Linked DNA regions of Hordeum vulgare: region 2 is linked to region 1. Evidence: chromatin contacts called from public Hi-C data. All regions are on one chromosome and are shown on one strand. Each heading gives the region's core, a stretch centred on a gene start, on an enhancer-like site or on the middle of the called end of the contact. The rest is flanking DNA. Distances are from core to core; before and after follow the strand shown.

Evidence for each region. A called contact is a pair of places that touch in the nucleus more often than the background predicts.
Region 2: a contact with region 1 is called in a Hi-C map of leaf, with 2.4 times the contacts expected there. The contact joins the enhancer-like site here to the promoter of LOC123424719 in region 1. A contact is called at or near these places in 3 of 6 Hi-C or Micro-C datasets (leaf and seedling).

What each region holds. Positions count from the first base shown.
Region 1 is chr2H:40,812,270-40,815,470 of MorexV3_pseudomolecules_assembly, reverse strand. LOC123424719 (CBL-interacting protein kinase 2-like) reads right to left here and starts at 1,808. Exons shown (of 2, transcript XM_045108389.1): 1 at 1,466-1,808; 2 at 1-959. The coding sequence starts at 624.
Region 2 is chr2H:41,013,531-41,016,520 of MorexV3_pseudomolecules_assembly, reverse strand. No RefSeq gene overlaps it. Among protein-coding and RNA genes, the nearest start is that of TRNAS-UGA, 17 kb to the left of the region's middle. Within about 2 kb of position 1,525, at least 3 of the 3 cell types and tissues checked have open chromatin away from gene starts, as enhancers often do. A contact at or near this core is called in leaf and seedling, where this site is marked.

The sequences.
Region 1 (3,201 bases), core at 559-3,058:
AGCCATAAGCACAAAGAGGATCACCCCACAGGACCAGATGTCAGCCTTGGCGCCATCATAGCCTTTCCTATTGATTACTTCAGGAGCAACATAAGCAGGCGTGCCGCAGGATGTGTGGAGCAGCCCGTCAAGCCTTCTGCATTCAGAAATGGTGCTCAGACCAAAATCTGAAACTTTCAGGTTGCTGTTCTCATCAAGAAGAAGGTTCTCGGGCTTCAAATCACGGTGATAGACGCCCCTGCTGTGACAAAAGTCAACTGCGCAGATCAGCTGCTGGAAGTACTTCCTTGCAGCATCTTCCTTGAGCCTTCCTCTCTGAACCTTGTTAAACAGCTCACCGCCCTTGACATGCTCCAACACAAAGTAAATCTTGGTTTTGGTCGCCATGACCTCATACATCTGAACAATGTTAGGGTGCTTGACCAGCTTCATCACAGAGATCTCGCGCTTGATCTGGTCCGTGAGCCCGCCCTTCAGAACCTTCTCCTTGTCGGTCACCTTGATGGCGACGCTCTGCGAGGTCTCGATGTTGCGGGCATGGTAGACCTTGGCAAAGGTCCCCTGCCCGAGCATCTTCCCCATCTCGTACTTGTGCATCAGAATATTCCCCTTCTGCTCCCCCATGATGGCAGGCAGGCAGGCAGGCAGACGTACACAGAAAAAAGCAGCAGCGATCCCGGGAGCTTGCAAGGGAACCTGCGGGCGCTGGATGGCCTCAACCGTCCCCTCCGAGGTGGTAATCTAAGATGATGGTTGAGATGCCACGTCGAACCCCATTGTGCAGAAGCACATGGAAGAAGAGGTGCGCTGTGTGGTGCTGCGAGGCGGTGTCATCAAGGTCAATCAAAGCAGAAAGTGGGGCGGCTACCCTGCCGATTCCCTCGCAAGGTAGCTCTCTAGCATGCAAACACATCTCTCTGCATTCCCTAAGATGGTTCCTCCTTGTAGAAATCAAGATGCTGCGAATCACAAGATAAAAAAAAGCACAACGTCAGGCACGCGGATTTCTGCGGTGAAAGGCAAATCCAAATTGGAAGCTAGTAATTAGAACGCATATGTCTACGCAGAAGAGGAAAAATAGATCTCTTGCACGTACACGGACAAAAGCATATGCGTACGTTCCTCTTACGGAAGATGGTCAGAAACGAACGAAATCTAACTTTCCATGGCAAGTCGATCGACCTCGATCTCTCTCTCTCTGTGGACGCACTACCGCGGAGCCTAAAGCTATCGCTCAGCCGCCGAAAATGAAGCGGCAGCGCCGGGAAACGCGCGTGTGACCAGGGAGACAGGCGGTGCAATCGACACGAACTGAGAAAGGAAAACTAGCATCCCTATTAATCCGTGCTACTCCTGAATAGCCGAGCCGTCTCTGGACATCATCAGAGTTGGCGCACATACACATACACATACACATACACATGAATCGAGAGGCAGGAACGGGGAGAAGCGAGCGAGTCCGTACCAGATCCCGGCGGCTGGCGACGGACGCGAACGGAGCCCGCAGCAGCGCGGCGGTGGGTCGGATCCACCGCTCCGCCAAGAAGCAGCCCTGGCGAGATGAGTAGTCGCGAGGAGGAGGAGGGCGGCGGGGTACGGAAGGGAGGAGGGCGGCGGGGGAGTGGTTGCGTTGCAGCAGATTTGCGGCTCGGGGTTGGGTTGGGAGGTCTGTTTCTGTTTCTGTTTCTTTTTCTAGAGGCCGGCGTGGTGAGGTGCGAGGGAGTGCGTTGTGCAGCGAAAGGTTAAGCTTGAGAGGCGGCTCCGTTTTATACGCGGCGGGGGCGGCCGGGCCAAACCCCCCCTCCCGGCACCCGCTAGGGATGGATCCATTCTCGCAGAGAGATATTCCTCCCTCTCCCGACCCTCACCGCCCACCCACCGCGCGCCGCTGTGGGCCGGTAAAATTACGCCGCGGCGGGGCCCACCAATAATGCGCTGGCCTGTCGTCTCTCTCTCTGCCGCGACGGACGGACGGACGGACGGACGAAATTAGATCGGCCCGTTGCGGTGCACCCTCCCAGGGCCGCCCTCCGCCGTCCGTTCGGCCTACCGGACCGGGTTTGGTAGGCATGCATGCGTGGTTCCCGTGCCTGGCGCTCGTGTTTTGGGCGAATCATGGCGCTCCATAATCGATTAATCGTAGGGTCATAGCACATAGGAAGATCTTTTTTCACCCGCCGCTGTAAATTACTAGATTTTGGAGCATATAGGGAAAGCATCAACGGCGCAGATCGTGGATGGCGATCTGCCAGCTTTGAAACAACGGGAAACACTATAATCTAGCAGTAGTATCATCCAAGGTAATTACTACTTTAAGATTTCGCCGGCAAGAGGAGCAAAGAGTTGCAATGTACAGCGTGGGCGTTCACCGCATGCAGAAGCGCCACGGCCCGACGCGCAGCCCTGCTGCACCGTCCGATCGGCGCCGTGCCTGAGGTCACGATGATGCCATGGCTAACATGCACCGGGTCGTACGGCCCGTCGCGCGTTAGAGCATCTCCAACAGCCGCGCGCTTCGGCTGGTTTGTCGCGTCGTGCAGCGCTGGCTCCAGCAGCAGCGTTAAAATGCACAACGCGCGTCGCTCCAGCAGCGCGCGTAAAAATGCAATGAACATGTGAATTTGACACAAACAAGTTGATGTATAAAAGTTCATGCCCACAAGTTCATCCAACCAAGTTCAAAATGCAAACTAAAGTTCAAGACATATAAATGAAAGACACATCACTCATCATCTTCCTCGTCTTCGTCCTCATCTTCCGAAGACGATTCTTCCGCCTCCGTGGATGAATCTTCCTCCCTAACCTCATCACGCACCGCATCACGTGAAGCTCCGACGGTGTTGGCAAGATCTTCAACGGCATCTTCATGGGAATGTGTCTGAGGAGGCACATCGAAAGACCTTCCACCCATGGGCGGAGGTGCACCCATGTCTCCCATGAGAGAAGCAAAACTCATGCCTCCCATGGCGGCCATAGCGTCGGAGGGTGCTCCAAAGCCACCCATGCCTCCCATGGCGGCCGGAGGTGCGCCCATGCATCCCATGGCTCCAAAACCACCCATGCCTCCCATGGCGCCGAGGCCACCGCCACCCTGCAAGCTTCTTTCCCTTCGAGCTACCGGAGCCGTCCGCCGCCTTGTTCTTCTTCTCGGAAGTTTTTCCCTTCTTCGGCCGTGCCGCATTGAGGAGCTTCGACGGTGCG
Region 2 (2,990 bases), core at 276-2,775, 200 kb before region 1:
AGTAGTGGGAGATCTCAAATACTCCTCGTCAAACACTTGCACAATTCCCACTGCAAAGCGCTTGACACACATGATGGCTTGGCTCTCACCCATAGCCAAGTGATCATCAACTAGATCAGTCGGGATACCGTATGCCAACATACGCAAAGCGGTTGTCACCTTCAGAAAGGTGCTATGCCCGAGCTCTTCGGCGGCATTCCTCCTTTGCTGGAAAAACCGGTCATGGCTCGCTAGTTTCTCTGCAATGCGCCTGAACAAGTCGGTGCTCATCCTAAACAGGCGACGAAAATACGACTCCGGGTATGTGGGATTCTCCACGAAATAGTTCTTCATCAATCTGTTATGGGCATCAATCCTATCTCTTCAATTTTTTCTCCCGACCCATAACCGAACCACCGTGCTTCGGTTTTTCTTGATATGCATAGCTATGATCATTGCAAGATCCTCCTCCTCTTCCATATTAAATTCTTCTTCGGAAGAATCATACAACGAACTCATCTACAATGTTCAATACTATACTATAAAAACTACAATTCAAAACATGCACCAAATTCATGAAGTTTGAGCAATACATACCTTGTAGGCGTTTTGTCGAACACCTTGCGGCAGCGAGCGCTCGGGCGCTGTTCCTCGGACGATGGAGGCGCGCGAGGGCCGGCGGGACTAGGAGGGGGTGGGGCGGAAGCGCGGTGGCGCGGGGATAGGCCGGGGAAGCGCCTGAACGGTCGCCGGGGGGCGCGAGCGGCGGCGGCGGCGCGGCCGGATGGGGGGTGGAAGTGAGAGAGCGAGAGCGCGTGAGCGAGCGCAGCAAATAAGCGGCGCGCGATTGCGTTTCGGCCAGCGCGCTGAACTGCATATGCCGCGCGCGCCGTTTTTATGCGTCCGCTGGAGCCATCCGCCACGTTGCGCTAGTTTAGCGCGGTTGTTGGAGATGCTCTTAGTTGATGGTAATGACTGCCAAGTCCAAGATAAACAGAACCGTGGACCATAAGCGGGTGCTCGGGAACGATGAAATGAACGTGCTTCGTATCACGCCAGTCCCAGGAGCACCTTGTGTACACTGTATGAGTATATATGCGTCACATTAGGCTCACGAAAATATCTTGCATGCTAACCTTATGCGACCTCTCCAAGCACCAAGAGCCATCGCTCCCGTGGGAGGCCAGATTTACAGAATAGTGTCAGCCCATTTTGCACCGCTCGTCGTCCGTAAAGACGTCACCGATCGATACGTCGCTCTCACTGTACGTAACACAAACCTACACACAGTTACACCTATAATAAACAAGCCAAAGCCTAACGTGCGTCGAACGATACCGACCAAAACCTTACAATATTGAAAGGTTGGAGCACGATATTATATAGGAATGACATTTGCCTACGTACGTGTTCCTTCCGGAGTCCCACGTCTGCCGATGTCCACCGTGAATGAAGCATGACCGTACACGACCAGTAAGCAATCGACGTGTGCGTGTGCTCCCCAGTACTCGTAGTCGTAGCTACTACCAACCAGTGAGTGATTGATTGATCGATGCAGCTGCGCCACGAGAAGTGCCGCTCAGCTTGAGCCTACCTTTCCGTTCCAACGCTGGTCCCTCGACCACCAGCCCAGCATATATTATCAATGTCCATAAACCACAGGTACATGCATCCACGTCAACGAAAAGCAGAACCCTGTGGGAGCAGTAGTACGTGTGGTTCTAGTGCCACGCTCCGGCGTCCGGGTGTCAGCTAAATGCGCCGGCCGGTGCGGGGACTGTAGGAGAACACCGCCACCCTTGTCACCGAATCCTTGGGAGTGTCGTCCATCCACAGCGCGGTTGAGGCGGACGCCTGTCGCGCCACCGAGGGCGACGACGACGTGGAGCAGCCTTGGGCGCGTTTCGGCCTTTTCGGGGCGTGATTGGGCGTTGGGTACTCCTGCTACCGTGGAACAGTATGGTTCTCCGAATTGTTTCCCTTCTCCGAGGTCCATCATGGAGATGCTTCCGGGCAAACTGCAACGTAGTCGACCTATGAGAGCCAAAGAAAGGAGGCCGGGGCAGCACATGCACCGCTAGCCACGACGTGAGCTCACGGCCACGCGCCCCACACGGCACCCGCATGCATAATGTGGGTGCAATTGCATCGATCCACCGGCCGGCACGCACCGCGTACGTTCGGTATGCCGTATCCGAATGATTCGTTGGTGCTGTTCGTACGGGCTGGTCCAATATCCATGTCCACAGCTCGACACACAACGGCGGGCGACGGCCGCCGGCCGGCAGGAGAGATTTTTAAGTGGAGCGCATGTGGTTACCGTCCGTCGAGGCGTCATCGGTCGCATATGGAAAAACCAGCGCTGGCCACAATTAGAAATAGCAAGAGCCGGATCTTTTACTTGACACTGCTACACACACACATGTCGCTACGTACGTCCCGTGCTTCCTGTGCATTCGCGCGGCTACACCATCGCAAAGGCGCAGGGACGCTACGACGCCGTTATGGTAGAGGGGCAGCTTGCACCGACGCCGTTATGGTAGAGGGGCAGCTTGCACCGACGCATATGTCGCCGTTCGAGCGGGCGCTAAAACAACATCGGCTCGCGTTGGTTCAAATCGGCGACGATCGCGCGAGCCAAGACGACTTGGCGGCCATGACCACGACGAACCTGAACTTCGTCGCGGAGCAACATTGTCATCTATGATGTCATCCGCGCTCAAACCTTTGGTCACCAGGAAGCGGCCGTTGCGGAGGAGAATAACACAAGTTACACCTCATACGGGTCATAGACGAACCATCTGGAAGCTCGATGGACGACGACAGCCAAGGCGTCAGGTTTTTCTCGTGGACCACACGTCCACCGGCGATGGACAGGGCACGGACTCCTTTATGAATGAGTAGGACACGGGAGCCGACAAGACCTGGTGTCTCATGTGGGCCAATCTACCTCGCTAGTTCTACTATTTTTTAGCGGAGACCGCACATTCTCTACATCGGTCTTATTGTTG